7 separate regions of the Mus musculus genome follow, and regions 1, 2, 3, 5, 6 and 7 are each linked to region 4. The links are chromatin contacts, called in public Hi-C, HiCAR-type, HiChIP or PLAC-seq and promoter capture Hi-C maps. All regions are on one chromosome and are shown on one strand. Each heading gives the region's core, a stretch centred on a gene start, on an enhancer-like site or on the middle of the called end of the contact. The rest is flanking DNA. Distances are from core to core; before and after follow the strand shown. Region 1 overlaps Agk (acylglycerol kinase). Region 2 holds the start of Ssbp1 (single-stranded DNA binding protein 1). Region 3 holds the start of Parp12 (poly (ADP-ribose) polymerase family, member 12). Region 4 holds the start of Braf (Braf transforming gene). Region 5 holds the start of Hipk2 (homeodomain interacting protein kinase 2). Region 6 overlaps Agk (acylglycerol kinase). Region 7 holds the start of Agk (acylglycerol kinase).

The links. Promoter capture Hi-C pulls out the DNA fragments that hold promoters and counts their contacts. A called contact is a pair of places that touch in the nucleus more often than the background predicts. HiCAR-type assays count read pairs that join an accessible place to other places. HiChIP or PLAC-seq counts read pairs in DNA pulled down with a chosen protein or histone mark.
Region 1: a Hi-C map of cortical neurons shows a contact between it and region 4, with 1.9 times the contacts expected there. The contact joins the enhancer-like site here to the promoter of Braf in region 4. A contact is called at or near these places in 2 of 39 promoter capture datasets (cranial neural crest and hippocampal neurons), 1 of 484 Hi-C or Micro-C datasets (cortical neurons) and 3 of 115 datasets of contacts at active chromatin or transcription factors (astrocytes, embryonic forebrain and forebrain).
Region 2: a contact with region 4 is called in a Hi-C map of pre-B cells, with 4 times the contacts expected there. The contact joins the promoter of Ssbp1 here to the promoter of Braf in region 4. A contact is called at or near these places in 5 of 39 promoter capture datasets (the 3T3-L1 cell line, cranial neural crest, frontonasal cranial neural crest and 2 more), 1 of 484 Hi-C or Micro-C datasets (pre-B cells), 2 of 115 datasets of contacts at active chromatin or transcription factors (bone marrow-derived macrophages and pancreatic cancer cells) and 1 of 9 other capture datasets (adipose tissue).
Region 3: a contact with region 4 is called in an H3K27ac HiChIP or PLAC-seq map of embryonic stem cells, with 3 times the contacts expected there. The contact joins the promoter of Parp12 here to the promoter of Braf in region 4. A contact is called at or near these places in 1 of 39 promoter capture datasets (neutrophils), 2 of 115 datasets of contacts at active chromatin or transcription factors (embryonic stem cells and memory CD8 T cells) and 1 of 9 other capture datasets (adipose tissue).
Region 5: a contact with region 4 is called in a promoter capture Hi-C map of pre-B cells, with 2.3 times the contacts expected there. The contact joins the promoter of Hipk2 here to the promoter of Braf in region 4. A contact is called at or near these places in 2 of 39 promoter capture datasets (neutrophils and pre-B cells), 1 of 484 Hi-C or Micro-C datasets (CD4 T cells) and 1 of 115 datasets of contacts at active chromatin or transcription factors (astrocytes).
Region 6: a HiCAR-type map of fibro-adipogenic progenitors shows a contact between it and region 4, with 4 times the contacts expected there. The contact joins the enhancer-like site here to the promoter of Braf in region 4. A contact is called at or near these places in 2 of 39 promoter capture datasets (the 3T3-L1 cell line and embryonic stem cells) and 5 of 115 datasets of contacts at active chromatin or transcription factors (SST interneurons, astrocytes, embryonic midbrain and 2 more).
Region 7: a contact with region 4 is called in a promoter capture Hi-C map of hippocampal neurons, with 6 times the contacts expected there. The contact joins the promoter of Agk here to the promoter of Braf in region 4. A contact is called at or near these places in 4 of 39 promoter capture datasets (the 3T3-L1 cell line, hippocampal neurons and second pharyngeal arch cranial neural crest), 1 of 484 Hi-C or Micro-C datasets (CD8 T cells) and 3 of 115 datasets of contacts at active chromatin or transcription factors (astrocytes, embryonic hindbrain and forebrain).

The regions. Positions count from the first base shown.
Region 1 is chr6:40,391,988-40,394,999 of GRCm38.p6, reverse strand. It overlaps Agk (acylglycerol kinase), which reads right to left. Exons shown (of 16, transcript NM_023538.2): 14 at 2,277-2,347; 15 at 302-386. Among named protein-coding and RNA genes, the nearest start is that of Dennd11, 43 kb to the left of the region's middle. Within about 2 kb of position 1,574, at least 21 of the 459 cell types and tissues checked have an H3K27ac peak or open chromatin away from gene starts, as enhancers often do. A contact at or near this core is called in cortical neurons, where this site is marked.
Region 2 is chr6:40,469,760-40,472,916 of GRCm38.p6, reverse strand. It overlaps Ssbp1 (single-stranded DNA binding protein 1), which reads right to left and starts at 1,502. Exons shown (of 6, transcript NM_028358.2): 1 at 1,458-1,502; 2 at 784-846. The coding sequence starts at 807.
Region 3 is chr6:39,117,029-39,120,157 of GRCm38.p6, reverse strand. It overlaps Parp12 (poly (ADP-ribose) polymerase family, member 12), which reads left to right and starts at 1,809. Exons shown (of 12, transcript NM_172893.3): 1 at 1,809-2,351. The coding sequence starts at 1,999. It overlaps 4930599N23Rik (RIKEN cDNA 4930599N23 gene), which reads right to left and starts at 1,685. Exons shown (of 4, transcript NR_045813.1): 1 at 1,338-1,685.
Region 4 is chr6:39,723,880-39,726,855 of GRCm38.p6, reverse strand. It overlaps Braf (Braf transforming gene), which reads left to right and starts at 1,393. Exons shown (of 22, transcript NM_139294.5): 1 at 1,393-1,749. The coding sequence starts at 1,561.
Region 5 is chr6:38,874,646-38,877,482 of GRCm38.p6, reverse strand. Hipk2 (homeodomain interacting protein kinase 2) reads left to right here and starts at 1,293. Exons shown (of 15, transcript NM_010433.2): 1 at 1,293-1,684. The coding sequence starts at 1,666. It also overlaps a transcript of Tbxas1 not described here.
Region 6 is chr6:40,345,927-40,348,992 of GRCm38.p6, reverse strand. It overlaps Agk (acylglycerol kinase), which reads right to left. Exons shown (of 16, transcript NM_023538.2): 3 at 1,542-1,581. Among named protein-coding and RNA genes, the nearest start is that of Agk, 22 kb to the right of the region's middle. Within about 2 kb of position 1,397, at least 30 of the 459 cell types and tissues checked have an H3K27ac peak or open chromatin away from gene starts, as enhancers often do. A contact at or near this core is called in fibro-adipogenic progenitors, where this site is marked.
Region 7 is chr6:40,324,033-40,326,900 of GRCm38.p6, reverse strand. It overlaps Agk (acylglycerol kinase), which reads right to left and starts at 1,423. Exons shown (of 16, transcript NM_023538.2): 1 at 1,371-1,423.

The DNA.
Region 1 (3,012 bases), core at 325-2,824, 670 kb before region 4:
GGAAGATTCTTCAGATAATACTATCATAAACATCTTCTGCATTCCTGGCATGAAGAAGCAAAGGTTAGGGACCTAAGGATCACTTCGAGGGAGAACCTTGGCCTAGAGACGCTAAGCCTCAGAGGCCTGCTCCAAATCAGTAGCATGGAAGCGTTTGCCTTTCTTTTCTGGTCTCCTTTAACTCAGACCTGATAACGAGTTGTTAAACAGAAGGGACCTAAATGGTAGGCGTTAATATGGAAAGAGGAAGAAAATGGAGAAAAAGACAAATCAACTCAAAACAGCTTGTGGTCCATCTTACCTCAGGAAGAACCAGAGTACAGTGGCTGGCTTGGAGGCACTCGGTGCCAGCTGCACGCAGGCCAGGGTCTCTCACCTTCTTACTTCTATTAGTATAAGAAAAAGCAAGGTTGGAATCTTTGATGGCAACTGCAATAGACCTCAGAAAAGCCCACCGATGAGGGCAAGAAAGGCAGAGTGCGGAGACCAGGGCTCAGTGAACAAGTCTCCCTGGGATTCTAACCAGTGTTGGGGTACATTCTACGAGACTGACTGACTTGCTGTGGAGTGAGAACTGCATAAAGCTGCCATGAAGTTTCTCTCAATTTTCTTAATTTTAAAATGGTTCTACATCTATCTATCTAGTTGTGCATCTCAAATGTAAAAATTAAGATGTAATTCAGTCATTTGAGGAAAGCATCAAAGTTCTGTTCCTTGGTCCTTGTGATCCTTTATGAAGGGCAATTTATTCTGCTTTAGGGTAGATAATGCTTTTACCCTTATAAATAGTCTTAGCTATTTTCTCATCACTCTCCATAGATAACAGCCTCCTTAGCACACTTACCTTTGCTAAGTAGCCTTGGAGTAAAGCAATCAGACACAAACATGCGAGACCTCAACACACATGTACTCCATTTAGTTAATTATGGTAAATACAAAAAGAGAGAAAAGGATAGAGGGAGAAGTTTAAATCCAGCCTGAGCTACTTGGGGAGTTAAAGGCAAGCATGGGCTATAAGAGACTTTGTCTCAAAAAAAAATCTTTTGTTATTTTGAAGTAGCAATTTTTTCATGTATGAATTTGTCATCAGAGTTTCAGAACCAGCTTCATCAGGTTTCATTGAGATATTTAGTGGATGCATGCATTGCACAAATTTACTTCTCTTAAGGACCAAAGGGAAACTTGCTTAAAGAATGCTGAACATAATACCATTTAATTAATTGATACAGTGGGTTTTTTTGGTTTGGGTGTCAGTTTTATAAAGGAGATTTGAATATGGCTGCTCCCATTAGCTAGACGCACTTAAGATACTGTGCGATTTATGCACACTGTGGAAGGGACAGGCTTTTTTTCCTTCTTCCTTTTCCCATACAGCGAGAGTAATCAAAGGCTGCAGAAGGGACCATTCAGTATCTGAAGAATTTGTATCAAAGGCGAGAACAACACAGACTAATGAAAAGTGTGCTGCAGCCAATGCTGGAATAGATAATGATGCAGCCATGGAGACACAGTTGCTGCAGGAGCAATGTCCAATCCCTAAATTGGGCACAAGAGGGAGCACCAGGACAAAGCAAAGGAGGCTGAGCAGATTACGGGTTGGCATGGGAACGAACATACAGCTCCTTAGATACTTTGAGGATGTCTGGAGAGTTTACAGAATACTCAGCCAATGAAATTCCAGCCAAGGCAGGAGTTAACAAATCAGGCAGGACTTGGAAGAGTCTACTGTATTAGAAAAGGGGAAGCCTAGGAAATGTCCAAGTAGATATTCAGTGTCCTTTCAAGTTTGTCCTTGATGTTCTGGGAATGGGAAAACAAGGTGAATAGCATGCGCAGTAAAAGTCGCCGGGAAGTGCTACTCAATGTCAAAAGCCTCCTTGAGACTGACAAGTAGTCCTCAGGTAGTAGACATGATGATAACCTTCCATTTTACAGATGAGAAAGGACTCAGACAAGTCAACTGCCTTAGAGTTCCAGAGCCAGTGAGGAGGCAATCAAGCTCCCTGAGACTATAGATAGTCCTTAGCACGGCCTGAAACACCGAATTCTTTCATTTCAATGGAAAGGCAGACTGTTAACGTTCTGTTCTTCCCAAAATGAGCAGAGAGGGCAAAAGTACACATGCCAGCTCCATTCTAAAAAAGAAGGCCAGAATTCCCAGACAGACAAGGCCGTTGGCAGGTCTCCATCTTAGACAGACAGCACACTCTGGATAGAAAGGTTTGAGGACACCAGTTCCTTGATGAAGCCCCATTTCCTACAGACCAGGCACTTACCCTATGATTATGAAATCTCCTTTGCTGACAGTGTCAGGTTCAATGCAAATGTTCATAAAATCCTCTTTGCTCTAGAAAGATTAAGAATGGGAATGTTAAGACTTGGAAATTGGGCTAATGAAGCTGTCGCCCACAGGTGTCTGGGTTCTCTAAAATGTTCTAAATGCAACTGGAGCAGACAATAGCAACCTACTTATTTCCCAATAACGGTTGCAAAACTTGATGGTTCTATCCATACAAAGCTCTGAAAGCCTGATGCAGAAGAAAGTGCTATGAAAAGAGTCATGAATCCTGTCCCCCTCCTCAGTTTCCTGCTAGTCATTAGCAAGCAGCACCAGCCTAGCCTTCAGTTAAGCAATCCCAACACTTCTGTATGGCCTTCTTGGGGAAGTTCACAACTTGTAGGCCCAGGAGAGCATACACAAGCCTCTGTGAGCCACTGCCTGAGTTTCAAAGGTACCACTAAAGCACAGCTGTATCTCTCAACTAGGAATTACAAAACACATTGTTCTGACATAATGACCGCTCAGAATCTACATTTCACATTTCATCCAACTACCTACTAAGAGTCAGCCACATTTCATCAGCCCTCAGAATATTTGGGTTAACACAGAAGGAATTTTGCCCACAAAGAACTTACATTTCACTGAAGGGAATGCACAGAAAAATGAAGCAGTATATTACTGAATGTACAGAAACCGGGTATACTAGAAGTACATCAGACTATATTACAAAG
Region 2 (3,157 bases), core at 253-2,752, 750 kb before region 4:
GGGGAAGACAACAGACTTTTATAACGAATTTGACTCATTAGTCTTAAGAGGAGAAGAAAAGTAATAGATTTTACATTAGGAGAATTTACAAGACTTGGTACCCACGTGCCACACTGAGGAAAAATGGTAATTAAGGCCTGCTTAAGGCTGGCTAGAGTAGAGGACACCCGACTAGATTGCAGAATGGTCATGAATTTGTGGCAAGAAGTGAGCTCTGCTCTCTGGATAGCAAGATGGGAGTGGGGAGGAGAGGGGCCAGAAGGTCATAAAAGACCAGAGCCATATGGGACAAGGTTAGAAGAAATCAGGTGCGATGGGGCAGGCCTGAAATACCATCGGTGACAAAGTAGAAGCAGGAGGAGGAAGGTTCTTGGTCATCTCAGCCTAACAGTGAGTCTCAAGATAGTCTTAACTATGAGTGGCTGTCTCAAAAACAGCAAAACAAAAATGATAATAATAACTTACATAATTAAATGAATACTCTGATCTAAGCACTGGTAACAAATATTTACTAAATTAAATTCATGAGGTGTACTACATATGCGAATACACTTTAAAAATCATTTTTGATTCAGTAAACATTATGAGCTTCACACACACATAAACACACACACACACAAAATCCCTTCTGAATCTCCCACATCAAATAAACACATAGAACACGCTGGATAGGCGTAAGAATCTCGTGCTTATGTATGCAAAATCGAAAAGCAACAAAACAAAACATGGCTATAGACTATGGAAACACGGTTGGAGCACTCACTAATGTAGAAAAGTGACTACCTGTAACACAGGTCTTCGAAACATGGCTTCTGTTTTTCTTACAACCTAATCTTTAGGCTTTTCCTAAAGGAAAGAAAGAAAAGAGAAAAATGATAAATCAAGAAACTACAGTATCCATCAAGAACACACATGCTCTCTAGTCCTAAATCCTAAGCGCGTCCAGCTTCTCGTGCACCCAATTTGCAACCGCATTTTTTGCACGTGTGGGGAGTTCCTTTCTTTTTGAAAACAAAAACTGAGCGAGACAAAAGAAACTCTGTGGTTCTGGGTCTCAACCAGCAGAAAAGAGGGGAAAAACCTGTTCTCACTTGCAATCCATTGTCTGCTAGATTTCTTTACAATAGAAGTTGTCTCGGACATTTTTTTTTCCAACTTGTTCTGTTATTCTAGACCCCTAAAACTGTCTCTACAAACAGTGCGGGCACAGTAAACGCTACTCCGAAAGGACGCAAATCAGTGCCTTCGTCCCCGTTAGCGCTGAGTAAGCCCGGCTCCCCAGCCTCGCCGCGGGGGCAAGAGGCTGCTCTTCCCCCAAAGTGGCGCTCGCGAGCAGCACAGGGAACGGCGGGGGACACTCGGACTCCAGCGAGGAGCCGCACAACTCCTCCCGAGCCCCGCACGCGCCCGTGCACTCGGGAAACACAACTTCGTGCCAGCCTTCTCCCCTCCCTCACCGGACACGCAGAGCCCGACCGCCAGCGGCTCGCTTCCGGCGCACGGAGCCCGCAAAGCTCGCGAGATGCAAGGAAAGACAGGAAATCTCTGAAGTGCGTCGTTGAAATGCCGCCGGCTGATGTCGCCGGAAACACGACCCCTCAATTTAGAAGTGCCAGGAACTTCTGTCCAGGCGGAAGTGGGCGGATCAACGATGCCACCTGTGGGTAGTTTTACGATTTTGGTTTTGTTTTTTTGTTGTTTGGTTTGGTTTAGTTTGGTTGTTGGGGTTTTTTGTTTTGTTTTGTTTTTCCTGATCTCCACCCTCGCTCCGGTAGTGGCCCCGCACTGGCTAACCAAACTCTGGCCAGAACTCTATTCCCAGCCCTAAATTGAAATTATTTGATGTTCCCAGCCTGGGAAAGGGAGTGAGGTAGGTGAAATAAAACATATTTGAGCCCCTGGAGGAACTAAAACCGACACAAGTCTCCTAATGCAGTAAGACTGAAGAATTAATTGCTGTCAAAACCTCGGTGATCTAGATATGTTAACATGTTAAGTCAAAAAATTCAAGAAACACGTGAGGAGCAAAATTTTTAACATCTTTATTAAGTACCGGTCCCAAACTGTGCCTAAGGCACAAGAGAAATGCGCCCTTATATTATGTATTTGTATATATGTTTTCCCTAAAACATTAAAAGTTTATGAAATTCCAAAACATTTTGAAGAAGTGTTAAAAGTCAAAACGTTGCTTTATTTTAAAGCAAAGTGTAATTAAGATTTTACTTTTATAGAAAGAAACTGATCAGTATTTTTTAGATTTTTTTTTTTCATTTTGTGTTTCAATTCTACATCTTTGGCAGTTATTCTAGATGGAAAAGCTTAAAAGAAAGAAAGAGAGAGAGAGAGAGAGAGAGAGAGAGAGAGAGAGAGAGAGAGAAAGAGAAAAGAAAAAAGACACTGTCTCGCTGTGTATCCCTGGCTGGCCTGAAACTTGGATCTCATGTAGACCAGACCAGGCTTGTCTCTAACTCCCAGAGATTCCCCTTGCTGCATCTACCTCCCTAGTGCTGTGATTAAAGGCATGTGCCATCACATCCAGCACTCAGTGACAGTCTTAAACAATCTCAAGTAACTTAAGCTTGTTGATCTTGTATTTGGTAATATCATGTTCATAGTAAAATTTCTTAGTTTTAACATTTCCAAAATACTGCATTGAGACATCTTTTCTTTTGATTGCTGACTTTCTTTTGCTCCTCTAAATCCTATGTTGTTTACCCTAATCCTGGCCCTAGTGAAGTAACGCACTTATGAATCCTACAAATTAAGGAACCCAAGGCAACAAGATTCAGTGGGGCTCCAGTGTTAGACAGAAGGGAACTCCAAACCATTCAAACAGACACACTGCCTCCTAAGGTCCATTCTTTCTGATTTTAGGAGGGGGGGGGGTCTGAATTATTGTCTGGCTCACTAGTGACGCCTTTATAGATGTTTACTTCCCTGTACTTTTACCTTTACAAAGTTGATTTCCTGAAATAACGAGGCACTGAATTGGACAGGGACACACACACACACCCTAGTAATAAGAAGACATCCCACCTGCTACATTAGTTCAATGGTTTCCTCTTTATGAGCTTTGGAGGCAAGACAAAGGAAAAACAAAGTTGCTCCTTTTCCTCCAGAGAGAAATCCCGCCCGCCCACCTCGCAAGCTTTGTTTC
Region 3 (3,129 bases), core at 560-3,059, 610 kb after region 4:
AGCCCCCAAAATCTAGTCTTTATACTCATTTTTTTTTTCTTTTTTGAGAAGGGTTGCTGCTGGGAAATTGAGCCTAGTGTTGTATGTGTTGTATGTTTATACAGTCTACCACTGAGTTTCTGGCCCAGCCTGCTGTCTTTTTTTTTGTGGTGTGTGTGTGGTAGGATGTCATTTCTCAGGAGCTTTCCGCCTTTTTTTTTTTAAGTTTATTTATGTATATGTATGTGTGTGCCACAGCACACATGTGAAGGTCAGAGGACAATTTTGGGGGTGTGGGGTGTTTCTCTCTCCATCCCCTTTTACCTGGGTTTTGGGGATCCACCTCAGGCTGGCAGGCTTTGGACAGCAGGTACTTTTCTCTGCTAAGCCATCTCTCCAGTTCCCGCCTTATTTTGAGACAGAATCTCTCACTGGGTTCCAGGGTTTGCCAATTGGTCTACTCTAATCCCATTTTATTACATTTTTGTAGTAATACTCCCCCCCCCCCCCAGCACACACCTTCCTAAGGATTGAGCCCAGGGGCTATACCCTCAGTTGCTCTTTTCTGTAGTATTTTATACTTAGAATAAAATTTTATTCATTTTAAATTAATTTTCTAAGCACTCACCTCCCAATTTTCAGCCTTCACCTTTCCTTTTTCCACTTTCCTAGTACCTCCCACACTCCACTGTGACCAAAGTGTTGGGTTTGCTTCATGCTCACTCAAAAACATCCTACTGTGTACACTTTCAAATCCAGACTGGACTAGAACTCAGAGATTGCCTGCCTCTGCCTCCCAAGTGCCGGGATTAAAGGCGCCTTCACACCTGTCGTGCCTGGTGTCTGAAGCGTCCAGAAGAGGGTGTCAGATCCCTCCTGGAACCAGGGTTACAGGCAGTTGTGAGCTGCTATGTGGGTGCTGGGAACCCGGCCGAGGTCCTCTTCCAGAGCAGTGCGGCCGCTTAACCTCCGATCAGCCCCATGGAATACTACTTGATTACAATCTTTTCTCACAACATACTAATGTCCTTCTAGGTCAAACCCAGAGAATTAACATGCTTGTTAAACTCTTGTTGTCTGAATCACCGTCTTACTGTTTCCAGTACTCCGTCCTCTCCTGTGAACATGACTTACTAACGCTTTTATTCCCGGGAGACTCCTGGAGGAAGGAATGGGGGTGCCAAAAGTCGTATTTTAATAGGTATACCCCCACACACCCCCGTTTACTTACCCCGAGAACGTTTAACTCCCAGGGTAACACACAGGAGAGTTCTTTCCGGTGAGGAATCGAACTAGGTGCATCACCTTTACTCAGAAGGGGCGAGGGAGGGAGGATCGGCCCCCTTTAAAGGACGTACCTACGCTTTCCTTCTGGAAATGCGGGATCCGCTACAAAAGCGGAGTGTCTGGCAATTCGGAGCGACTGTTTCCGTTTGTTCCGGGGTGCGGTGGGACCGGGTCCGTCGTCCCCGCTTCCGAGGCCCGCCTGCTAAAGCCCGCTTTGGCTCGGGCGACTTCTGAGCCCCCCTGAGCGCGCCGGCCGACGCACCAACCGGCCGCAACCGGCCGGCGCCGTCTGGAAACTTCGCTCGGCTTTTCCGAGATCGAGGTTGCTGACTGAACCCCCCGCGGCGTCCCTCGGGCCTAGCTGAACGCGCCACTCGCCTCACAGGACGCTGCTGCCTCGAAGGGAGCGGCCACGACTCCCTCAGACGCGGGAGTCCGGCCCCGTGAGGACCCGCGCCCCGCATCTCCGGCCGCGCGACGCCTCGAGGCACGCCGGGTCGCCCAGTGCGCGCGCAAGCGAGCGCGGGCCGCCGTCGAGCCGCGCGGTCCCCAGCTGGCGGCCCTAAGACAAGGGCGCCGGCTCCTCAGCTGCGGCCCGAGGGCGTGGCAAGGCCCCACGGCTCCTGTTTTCCCGGCCGGAGCCCGCTTTCGGTTTCGTTTCCTTCCAGCGAAACAGTGGGGCCCGGCCCGTGAAAGGCGCCGCCGTCCGTGCTAAGCCTCAGTCCGACGGCCATGGCCCAGGCCGCGGTGGCAGTGGCAGAGGTGACCCAGCTGCTGTGCGCGGCGGGGGGCGCCTTGGAGTTGGCGGAGCTGCGGCGCCGCTTGCGAACCAGCCTGGGGACCGACGCGCTGGAGCGGCTGCTGCGGGACTGCGGGCGCTTCGTGGTGGCCTCGCGGGCGGTCGTGGCCGTGGGCGCGGGCCGGGAGGCCGCGGCGGCAGCCTCGGAGCGCTTGGTGCTGGCCGTGTCGTCGCTGCGTCTGTGCCGCGCGCATCAGGGCCCCAAGCCGGGCTGCACCGGGCTCTGCGCGCAGCTGCATCTCTGCAAGTTTCTCATCTACGGCAACTGCAAGTTCCTGAAGACCGGGTAAGGACGCCAACGGTGGGCTTGGGCGGATGCTCCTGGCCCTCCACTCTCGGACCTCCACCCTCGTCCCGTGATTGGGGCAGACCGCTAGGTGACAGTTCCTCAGCCTCGCCTGTCCTTCACTCTCAAGAACGTTTATTGATCACCTACTTAGTGACTGGCAGTGTATGGTGGACTAGCACAGATAGAATGTGGTGCCAAGAGGGACACCTGAGCATGGCAGTATGGCCCCCAGGAGGGAAGCTGGTCCTCAGGGCTGCTTTGAGGAGCAGGCAGCAAGGCTTGCTGTCCCAGCTGTAAGGAGGCTTTGGAAGTGCCACTCAACTTCTGTTTGTCTGTTTACAAGCCGAAATTCAGAATTTCAAGATCCATAGAGAGTTCCGCTCTCCTCTAGCCACAGACCTTCCTGGGTGCCTTTCTACACCCCCACCCCCCACCCCCCACTTTGTTTCATTTAGGTGGCAGAGCCCTGTCTGGAATGCCCTTCCTGGTTTGCTTTTTTAGCGCCTCGGGCAGGAGCTGAAAGATTTTTCGCTTTTTTGAGCTTTCTCTAACTCTTCCACAACACACTTTATGTCCTTATTAGTCTGGGCTGCTCTCTGCTTGCACCTGCAAGGTGATTAGTGAAATCTGTTTATACTGAAGAATTTGGGCCTCACCTTAAAGGTGATAAGGCCTGTTGAATGTCAGCTGTGAGGTTTGTGTTTTAGGAAGATGTCTTGGGTAATGATTCGGGGATGCTGGGTTAGGAGAGGATGTTGGAGACTTCATGCTTCGA
Region 4 (2,976 bases), core at 144-2,643:
GAAGTGTCCCTTGCCTGGTTGTTGGCCCTATTTTAGTATGCTTAGACATTATGTATTTATGGTTTTTAAAAACTGCCTTAAACTAGCATAGCTTGATAATATAGTCTCTATCTGTGATCATCTCCTTCACTCGAATCTGTCAGATCATCTTCTGACTTAAATGTAGCTCTCAGGGGAATGTCCCTGCTTGGAAGAGAATGTACAATGTCATTGGCAAACACAGAATAGCTATTTGATTGGTGGCATTTTTTTTCAATACACAAGAACGTAATGCTTTGATTCACCAAGCAGCCACACGTGCACTGCTTACCTTGAAGCAAAGCATCAGTTGCCGGGCCTGTGCTGATCAGACCAAATAGGCAGACATCCTATTGTCAGAAGCTTTCTACCTTTCAACTCATCCTAAATGCAATAAAGAGGTTGGTGGCGACCATCCCCCTTTCCATTAATAGAAGTGCACACACAGACACACAGACAACTCAACTCAAGAGTTAAACTGGAAATTCCTGAATAGTGTTGGTAGCTTCTGTTTTTCACTCCTGTTTTCTCTTTTTCTTAACACACTTCCTCTCTCCATTATTTCCTTCTTTGGTTAAACGTACTTTAACCATGTAATTTACATAAAGAAATTGGGTTTAATTTCTGCAACTTGGGCTTCTCTGAGATGATTTAATTCTCTTCTCCCAATTCTTTTTTTCATATACAGTTTGAAGAGAATGCCTTGGATCAGTCAGGATCTACAAAATATTTTAAATTATTTTCTTTGGAATAAAAATTAGCTATGATGCATAAGATGTCTAAAATGGTCATGTGTTCTCCTCAGGTCCTAGTGCATGGAAGGAGCCAATTGATAGTAAATGACTGAAACTAGGCAATAAATACCCTGAAGACCAGCTTTAGATTTTCATTTATACTTCAACAGATCAAGTCCTTTAGGGACAGGATACAAACACCATACTGAGAATTTAGCTGCTCCAAGACAGTTCTATGAAATTTGGCTTGGCTGATGTTTCAACCTTGGCGTTTAAGGTCTTATTTTTATGACACCCAGAGCTTCTTTGTAACGGCAGTAATAAGTACTACAGACTTTCCGGCCTTCTTCCCTCTAGGATTTTAACTTCTTTAAAACACCACCCCCTGCTCTTCTAGTAAATCCCACATGACAGAACAGGCTGAGAAAAAATAGGAAGCCGGAGCCATGGAAACTGTGCGGGTAGAAACGTGTGAGCGCGAGGGTGGTTGGAGGAGAAGGAACACTCCCCTGGCGACAGCGGCGCGAGGGTGCTCCTCGGATGACGTCACGCACCCAGGTGACGTCACGACCGTGACATGCGGGTGACGCCGTTGCCGCGGCGACTCCTCGTCGTCTCCGCCCCCTCCCCCCCCCAAATCCCCTCAGGCTCGGCTGCGCCGGGGCCGCCGGCGGGTTCCAGAGGTGGCCTCCGCCCCGGCCGCTCCGCCCACGCCCCCCGCGCCTCCGCGCCCGCCTCCGCCCGCCCTGCGCCTCCCTTCCCCCTCCCCGCCCCGCGGCGGCCGCTCGGCCCGGCTCGCGCTTCGAAGATGGCGGCGCTGAGTGGCGGCGGTGGCAGCAGCAGCGGTGGCGGCGGCGGCGGTGGCGGCGGCGGTGGCGGTGGCGACGGCGGCGGCGGCGCCGAGCAGGGCCAGGCTCTGTTCAATGGCGACATGGAGCCGGAGGCCGGCGCTGGCGCCGCGGCCTCTTCGGCTGCGGACCCGGCCATTCCTGAAGAGGTGAGTGGCGGCGCCATCCCCCCCCAGTGCTCGCGCGTCAGGGGCTCGGCGGGCCAGTGTTTATGCGAGGGACCGAGGCAGCAGAAGGAGCCCCGGCAGTGCTTGGTAGCCGGCGGGGAGGTGGTTATCGGCCGAGTGTCCCCCTCTGTCTTGTAGCTCCTCGCTACGTAAACACACACGATGGCCCAGGGGGGTTCCCCGGCCCCCACCCAGATGGGATTGGGGCAGTGGGGGCAGAGCTGGAGCCTTTTCAGAGGGGGCGAAACTCTGGGTTGGAGAAGGTCACGCCTGGCTGAGGCTTCCAGCCCTGCATCCCTGAGATGTTTTCCTTTTTGCTAGCCGGCAGGGACGGCGTCGAGGATGGAGCTTAGTGGCCAGGGCAGTACCCCTTGGTCCCCTAGCCCTAGGAACCGCCGTGTGCGATTACTCCCTGATCCTGGGGATGACGGAGCGCATCTTTCCACTCTCCTCACTATCTTCCCTTTGCAGGCCCTTGTCCCCTTCCCACTTTGCTACTTGTTTGGGGGATTTTTCTTTTGACCGGTTTTTGCCCAGGGGATGATTTTTTTTTTTGGTGTAGTCTTTACTTTTTCAGCCCCAAATTTTACTGTTCCGAAGCTTTTCCCATCCTGGTCTCTGATCCCCGAATAATACTGTTTGTCAGTGCTCCCTTGCTGACCCGTAAACCTCTATCCTCATCCACCACCCCGCTCATTTCTCAACTGTACCTACTTGCTTCTAACCTTAGTTTCCACGGAAGAGCATTTTTGCTCTTCTCTTGCCCTAGTCCCCTTGAGTGCCTCTACTTCATTCCACTGCACCGTCACCTTGTAATCCGTTGTTATCTTCACAAATCCTTTTGGACACTTTGCAAGCTATTCACTCCCTGAACCCCAAAGCTGTCAAGATTCCATCAGGTTTCACTTGGCCCTTTGCTCCCTTGCACTGCTGGCAGTTTGGGTTAGTCTTTCAGTGCACATACACACCTCAGTTGATATCCTTCGTGGGTTTGTTTGTTTGTTTGTTTGTTTGCTTGCTTGCTTGCGTGCTAGCTTGTTTTTAGTGGGTTTAAGTGATCTGGCTCGCTCCCATTTTCGTCCCATCTTTCGTGTTTACCAGTCTTTAGTACTTGGCTTTTGGTAGTCCTTGTATCATTCAACTTATTACATTGTCAAATTACCTAATTTATTCTCTTTTCTCTGTATGTAAAACTTACTACATTTACCA
Region 5 (2,837 bases), core at 44-2,543, 850 kb after region 4:
CTACAACGTGAAGAACATTAGAGTAAGGAAAGCACTAGTGTAATGTAATATGAAATATTGAGGCAAAGAAGATCGCCGTCAAGGACCATCCCAAGATGAAGTGAAACTTATTTTCCAGTAACAAAACCAGCCACGTGTGTGCAGGAGCTAGGTTGTTTTTTTATTTTTGGGTGGTGGATGGGCACGGGATACAGAAGCTGGAAAGATAGTGAGAAAACAATGGTCTTAAAAAGAAAAGAAAACAATGGGCTTGTTTTAAAGAAAGTTCTCCAGAGTTAGAGGTCATCATATTACATCCCCACCCTCAAGGTAGCTTCTAAACTGTTTTGGACCTATGATTTACAGGTAGGAAATACAATTTACATCAGGTGTCCAGTATTCATACCTGAAAATAAAGGGTTTATGAGACAAAATATTTTTTGCTGGATACTAATATTTTGTTGGCTTTTCAGAAGCTTTGTTGTCACCCACTTAATTTCTTTTATGAACTATTCATATATCAGGACTCAACAAGTTTTCGTAAGTTGGAGGCAAAAGGCAGGGCGTCCCGTGCAGACGTCCAGAAGCGAGCTGGAGAGGCAAATCAGGGCAGAGATCCAGGCTAGGAGAGTTTAGAGAACGTTTCGCTCCGGCCCGAGTGAGCAGAAAAAAAGCAAAACCCTGGAGCCACTAGGTGGGACCCTCCCACCCGGATGATGGAGGAGAGGGCTCTCCAAACATCGGGATCAGGCGTCCATCCTGACGTTGCGTTTTCCCCGAGCAGTTCAGGGAGCTCCCCCGACATTCTCCCGGGAGGACTACGCGCCCACTCCCTCCAGTCATTTCCCCCGCGTGTCGGCTAGAACGGAGCCCGCACGCGCTGGGGTGAAGACACTTTGCCCGGCAGCGGGACTGCTGTCGGCAGCAGCCGCTCGCGCTCCCCGGCCCGGTCGGCCGGCGCGCGCACACCCACGCGCGCACTCCCAAGCACGCACACACAAAGTTGTGGCCGCCTCCACCGCGGAGCTCCGGTCGGCGGCTGCGGGCCAGCGCACCGCGCTCTCGCCCAGCCCCGCTCGCACGGCCGCTCGGCTCCCCTCGGGCCGCGCTCGGCCCCCGCCGACGCCCCGCTCTGCCCTTCGGCTCGGCCCTCCCCGCCTCGCATCCGTGCCATCGGCGCTCGATTGCGCGCGGACTCCCTGGGGCTCTTCCCGGCTCGTTCGCTCGCGCTTGCCCGCCCGCCCGCTCGCGCCCGGCCGCGCCGCCCCGCCCCCGCCCCCTCCCCCTGCTCCTCACGGGCAACTTTTGCCGGCGCCCCCGCCTCACAGCCATGCGGAGCTGAGCTCCGGCCCGGGCCCTGGCCGCCGCAGCCCGCCCCGGCTCCCGCCCTCGCGGACCCGCCCGGCCCTTGGCCTCGGCGCCTTAGCCGCCCCGGGCCGGCCGAGCCCCCCGCGCAGGGCCCGGGCCGCGGCTACGGCGGCGGCGGCGGCGGCGGCGACGCGCCCGCCCGGCCCCCTCCCCCGGCGCCGGCCAAGTGAGGCGGTGATGCGGGCGCTGGCGGCCTGGGCTGCGCCGAGAGCGGAGACACAGGCTCAAGATGGCAGATTCCCACTGAGGCTGAGGGGGCCGAGCTCGCGCGCCGCGTTCCCTTCTCCGTTGCCATGAACCGCGGACACCCCGGCCCCGATGGCCCCCGTGTACGAAGGTAAGGGGCACCCGGCCCGCGATCCCCCCGCTCGCTCGGCCAGCCGCGGCCCCCGTAGCTTTGTTCTGCCCGCGGCCCCTCGCCCGGCAGCCCCCGGCCGCAGCCCCGGGCCCTGGTCCTGGGGGCTCGCGACCTTCCCCGGTGCCCCCATCCTGGGTCCAGACGGGACCGGAGCCGGCCTGGAGCAGGATCTTATTTCCAGGGCAGAGAAGGCGGCTGGGGGGTGTGTGCCGGTGGGCTGCTGCCCAAAGAAAAGAAATGGGGGCGGCGTGTGGGAAAAGACGGATCCGTGACTGCTTTCTGTTTATTTGTGATAAATGAAGGTGATGCGGTCCTCCCCCATTACCTTTAAACGATCTCCTTTCTACTTGTCCGTCCTCTCTGCTCCCTTTTCCAAACATCTCCACTCCCACCCCACACTCCTTTATTCTTCCCGAGCCTCCGATTTTTGGGGGGTGGTGGTGGTGGTGGTGGCTGTGGAATCCGATTGAAAGGGGCCAAGCGATGAGAGAGGGTTGAGATGAAAAGTCCATTTCAGACCCAGGCAGAACAATGAAATAGGCTCAAAATCTCCCCGCAGTTGGCGTGTGGAAGGGAGAATGTAGTTTGGCTTTTTGGGGGGGGCGGGGAAGGGGGTGCGAAAGAAGGTTTTCTGGCTCGGCCTGGGTAGATCGGTGCTGTGCACCTTCACCTGGCGTTGGCTGATTTTTTTCCCATTTGACTGTCTTTAGAAGAAAGAAAAGGTAAGGCGATACAGCTGCCTCGCGCACTCTTTCGGTTCTCTTCAGTCAGTTCCGTCAGCTTGCAGCGAGAAAATCAAGCCGGAATCAACTAAGTTTTTACTCTTCTATGGGGTTTTGTGTGCTTGTAGTACCGGGTATTTTTCAACCAAAGTGTGCCAGATTTTTTCAGTTATTTCGTCGTGAAAATGTTTCTCTCGTGAAATCATTGAAATAGCAGCCCTTTACATACTTTTAGCGTGGGTCCATCTGGCTTTCTTTCGGTTTTGTTCAGATATTCTGTGTATGAAATCGCAAATGAGAGGGAAACGGGTTTGCCAGGAACCAAGAGGAGGGGCTAGGGGAGATTGTAATCCTATAAACCCAGGGAACTGTTGGGCCGAGTGAAACAGGGATCTCATTAATAGTTTTAT
Region 6 (3,066 bases), core at 148-2,647, 620 kb before region 4:
CTCTGTAGCCAGATTCCAGATCTACAGCACTAGACTGCCCCTCCTTATCCTCATTTCCTAGTCCCAAGAATTCCTAGCCAGACTTGTAAAGTCAGGTGTCAGGTCCATAATGGATTAAGAAGTTTGTAAAAACTAGAGTTGAGTTTACATGATTTTTTTAAATCACTCAATAATTTAGATTATAAAAAGACCATAGGAAAAGTAGAGAAAGCTGAGAGGATCAATGCACCTTTAGTCACATGGAAGATGCTAAACATGTGCAGAGGACTGGAGGATTAGAACAGTAAGGGGTCAGTATGTGGAAAAGTTCCTAACAAGACCTTGTTCCTGGGAAAGTAAGTGGGGCTGAAATTCAGAAAGAACATAAGCAGAGGATTCACCTTAAGTAAGAGGAGAGTGTATCAGCAGAACTCCCTGGAACTCAATATTAAGGTTTATTTGATAATTACCTTGATTTGATCATTAAGAATTACATATATGTTCTAGAGTATCATACTGAGACTCAAAAATAATCCAACAGCTTATTTTTTGAGGGACTCATAGCCTATCTCAGGCTGGCCTGAAACTCATTATGTAACCCAGGAGGTAAACACATGGCAATCCTCCTGCCTCAGCTTCCTGAAAGTGAAGCATCTTGCTGATCTTAAAAATAAAATTTAAAGCTTATTTAAATTAATTTTTAAAATAACTTAAAGCTATACTAGATGGTATATCTGTGCAGAAATAAAATCAAATTCTTAAAACATATTTGGAGCCAAAGAAGGATTTATTAATAGTATCTATTGTCATTATCATCTATGAAAATAATTCAGAAACAAACATGAGGTTTGACACCCACTTCTACTAAATGTGTTCGTTTTCTTTGCCATTTTAACTTTCATACATCTCTTCAGGCATTTCTGACATCATAAGCTTAAATGACATATAACAAAAAGGTACTGAGTCACAGAAATCCATCTGCAGGGTATAAACTACAAATAGGGAAGAGAGGAAAGCCAGGGTGTTAAATCTGAAAGGATTTACAACTCAACTATCACCACCACAGCCAGATAAATGAATGCTTAAGCAGCATCTCGTGGAACTGGATGGCAGTGCAGTGCTAGGAATCAGCTATGTTAGTGACATGGGCTTTAAAAGCAGAAGAAAACAATTTTAACAAGACTTGACTTTCAGAGGTAAAATCTGTTCTGAACCAAGATCCCTGGGGGCTATTCCAGATTCAGGGTTTAGCCAGATATTCAAGGATAACTGCAAACGCACGCCAATTCTTAGCTCTTCAGCCGTCCAGTTATGTGTTCTTGGGAGGGATCCAGGAGTAAACAAGCCTAACAGGGTGGGCGTCAGCACTGTTCTTCACCAGATGGCTAACTTCCACCCATTCCACTCAGAGTTGGCTGATGGCCTGATCCATCTGGAGGTGGAGGGAAAATAGTCACACTGCACTGATGCAAGACCCCAAGTAAGTCAGTCCCTGGAGTGGCTGTGTCTTCTGCACAGCGGAGATAAGGGCGATTTAATTTTATCACAGGAAATGGCATTACCTGAGCTTCTTGACAGGCTGCTCTTCTTAGCAGGTTATCACTATCAAAGCAAACAAAAGAAACCCAGCATTAGCATTCCTAGAGATTAAGACCCAAATAGAATGGATGGGCTTAAAAAAAAAAAAAAAAGTACCTTAAGTAAAGATTTCTTAAAGACCTGATCTCAAACCAGGAGCACATTCAAGAAATACATTCTCTGAGTGAAAGCTTGTATTACCTATTTCTACATTCTGGTGTGTAGAAAAATGACCCAGACTCCTGACACATCTAGAGCCTAGTGTCCAGAGCCTGAAGAGCTGGAGCTCCATATGGCAACAGGAAAGAGCAGATTAACTTAGAGCTTCAGGACCGGGAGCATCCGAAACTATCCGATAAGTCTTCCAGGCAGAGAGGCTTTTATGGCTGTGATCAGAACACAGGTAACTCTGGGAGGGTGGTCACCTCCTGGCTTTAAAGACAGAAGGAACGATGAGCCCAGGAATGTTGACAGCCTTGCCAACTGGAAAAGCCAGGAAGTAGCCTTTCCCCTTATAGCATTTGAAGGAATGGCAGGCCTTGTAAACCCTTGCACTTTGGCCTACAAAATAGTATAATAAATATTGACGGTGTGCCAAACTAAGTTATTAGTCAACAACAAGAAACTAATATACGTCTTGGGTTTTTCTACCCAGTGGATATTACTTGGGTCATTTGACAAAGCTGAATTTGATATTTCGCTTCTTCTGTTACTGTTTTATGAGACCCCTCTTTTTTTTATAGCACTATCAGATACTCTATTATATCACAAATGTAAATAGGAGGTAAAAGTTTGGCTTCCAAATATGAAAACATTCTTTCAGAATGCAAACATGTATTTAGCATAAAAGCTGTCTAAAGTGTGTCATGAGACTAAATGGGCTCTGATTGTTTGCAGAGGCCAAGGCCACAGTCTGCACTTACACACTTGGTATTGCTAGAAAATAACCAAAGAAAATATTTTAAAGGAAAAAAAGATTACTTTACATATATTCCTTGATCACCATTATAACACTGGAGACCTGAAAATTGGCAATGGACAGTAATTTCAAGACTGATAATTAGGAAGGAATGAGAATAAAACAATAGATTTTGCCACAGTTGCTACCTGTTAACCTGTTTTCCACAGGCAAGCAACAAAATACCCCAAAATAGTGAATGACCTGAAAGCTAGAAACAATGTTCCCTGAAAAGTATAATGGCTCCAGTACCTTAAAAGCACACATTAATAAAGTTGAAAGGCACTGATCTGTTATGAGGGCTGGTCTATATGTAGCTCTGACAGTCAGGGTCAGGCCCCACCTGCTGTGTAACTAACTCTGCACACAGGTGGCAGAGGAGTTGTGTAACCTTCTCCCCTCCCCCACCCTTCATCATTATTAATACTGCCTCATCTTTCAGAATATTCTTCAAAATCAAAAGAATATTAATCTAATGTGCAAAATGGAATATGCAGCCTATAGAAAAGCCAGAATATGCACTGATTTAGCCCATACAAAGAAAATCTCAA
Region 7 (2,868 bases), core at 174-2,673, 600 kb before region 4:
ATCAATGTTTTAAGATGAACGATGGGGTCATGGGGAGGGGGAAGATTTGAAAAGGCTTTGAATCCGCACTAAGGTCTTTGGATATTATGTTTAAAACAATATTATGTTTAAAACTTGAGATTTTTTTTTTTTAGCAGATGAATAACAATCACATTTGAGGTGCAGAATATAAAACAGACTGCCAGAACCTGAAAGTAAATCTAAAAGGAGCCATTCGAGGGGTGACTGCCACAAATTCTAGACAAGAGTCAACAAATGATTTGGAGGTCTTTATGAAATAGAAATGGGCAGGGCTTGATGATCAACTGATTGCAAGAGGTGAAGGACGAGGAAACGGAGCCAGGTTTTGTGCTTGGGCAACGGATTGTTAAGTGATTTCAAGGCTTTGGATTTACATTGTAGGTTTGTGGGGAAACAGTGTGCAGTTAAGGAGACTCTAGACTGTTCCACCTGCTGGAAGGCTGGAACATCACCCAAGTAGAGAGGGGCATGGAACGAATATCGGACAGTCGACAACACTCTGAGTGGACTGTCTTTTTAAAAAGCCACGCCCACCCTGTCTTAAATGCTTTCTATATTATTAAAAGATGAGGGAAATATGCAGGCAGCCTAGTGTGCAAAGAGGACTGGCCAAGGTGCTTAACGAAATCCTAGCTTTGTCGTTTACAGATGGTGAGACCCTGGATAAGTCAATTAACATTTTCCCTAGAGAAAAAGGGAAACACCATTAATTTTTGCAGTGAAGCAGTTGTGAATAAAATCTGTATTTGTCTTCACAATCTGTAATACATTCAGTGTATATTCCCTTCTCAGTAGCCAAAATTTTCATTCTCACTAATGTCAGTTAAAAATCTCAAATTTTATGCCTAAATTAACATATCTTTGCCTTCCAAACAGGCTTTCCCCAAACCCAAAAACTCTCAAATTCTGACCCTCTTCTGACAAGAAAAGTAGGGGTTTTCTCACTAAAGAGCTTTTTAGAACAGATTCTAGTCATCCACATCTGCAGAACCTAATAAATAGAACGAATGAACCGACCCACCCTTTAGGGTTCAAATATTACTGGCCCCGTTTTTTTGTTCCGGAGTACCCCACAGCCCAAGGTGGGAAGTAGCTGAGGGGTTCACAGGTTAGGGACGGCTCTGGGACTCGAACCGGCACACCTGACTCGCAGGGACAACGGGCGTGCACGCCATGCTGGCCCGGCCCAATCTCCCCTCCTCCCGCCCCACCGCAGTCAGCAACCGCGTGGCCGATCCCCGGACGCCAGGCGGGTTCCCCGGACGCTCTGCTCAACGCAGCCACCAGCGGCTGCGCTCCACACCCTGACAACACACATCCCGCGGCCCTAGCTTGCTCCCCGAACTCACCGCTGCCCGCCGCTCAGCGCCCGGCCTTTCCTGTGTGCTCTCACAAAACTCTCCCTCTCTTTTCAGGGAAACCGCTCCCTCTGCTCTCGGGTTCCGACGCGGAGCAGCGCGAGCCAGGCGGGGGCGAGCCCTCCCGTGACCTAGGGATGGGCTCGCAGCAGCCACCGCCCTCCCTTCCCTTTCTCTCACATTACTTGTTCATTCAATCTTTCATCTATCCATCTGTCGCCAGCCAGTCGTTTCTGGAAAGTTCACAATACATAATAAGAACAGTTTTACGATTTGGAACTAAATCAGAAAGTAATTAAATGGCTAAGGCATAGTGGTAAATGAAACAAAATAAAACAAAACCCAGCGACAGGGCGGGAGATGAGGAGGCACTGTGTTAAATTAACGAGCGGAAGTTTGAGCTCCAGAGAGCAGGAAGATGATGATCAGGTCTGGATGCACGGAAGAGCAGGGTGGGGTGGGAGTGGGGCTGAGGCTGGGGAAATCAGGCACAAAATCACAGAACCCTTAGGCCTGTGTGCTGGAGGCAGAAAGAGCTATGAGAAAAGGGAGCCATGCAGCAGGAGAGCCCACAGGGGTGTTGGACAACAGAAAAATGTGTCTTGTTAAAATATAAAGATCGCTGGGCTGAAGATGAAGGGCAGGTGCAGAGAAGCTTCCTGTTAGCTGCCTTACACCAAGGCAGTTACAAAAACTTTTTATCTTGCCACCTTTCACTGCGAGGAAGATGTCAACAAAATAAAACAGATTTTGCTGCAAAGAGGACTCTTAGAAGTCTGCCCTGAGGGCACAACATTGCTGTCTTAAATGGGAACAGTTTTTCAGTAGGAACATCTTCAAATGGGAACTCGCCTGAGATGTCCCAAGACTGGATCCACTAATATTTGATCTCTAGGGACTCCCATCTTCCACAAGATGTACAAGCAATTAAAGGTTACTGGGCCAGAGGGGCTGAGGAGTGTTGAGGGAACTTCTTCACTGGTATTGCCTCCTCTAAGTTGCTCATGTTCCTATAGGTAATTCCTCACTACCCCAATCAAATTCATGGATCCACAAATCTAGACTTTAGTGGAATCATTTCTTCGGGGTCTGTTCCTGTCACTATCTGGAGAAAATAGACATTTCTTCACTGCTGTCTCCCTAGGAAACAGGAAATAAATGTATTCTGAGCCAAGTATGAATGGCAATGGTTTTGGAACACAGATTCAAGTTGCCCTGAATGACACGTTCCACCGTAGAATAGGTTAGTTGGACACTTATGAATCAGAAAATAAAATAAAGCCATGAGCCCATTTGTCTTAGTCAGGGTTTCTATTCCCGAACAAACATGACCAAGAAGCAGTTGGGGAGGAAAGGGTTTATTCAGCTTACACTTCCATATTGCTGTTCATCATCAAAGGAAGTCAGGACTGGAACTCAGACAGGTTAGAAAGCAGGTGCTGATGCAGAAGCCATGGAGAGATGTTCCTTACTGGTTTGCTTCCCCTGG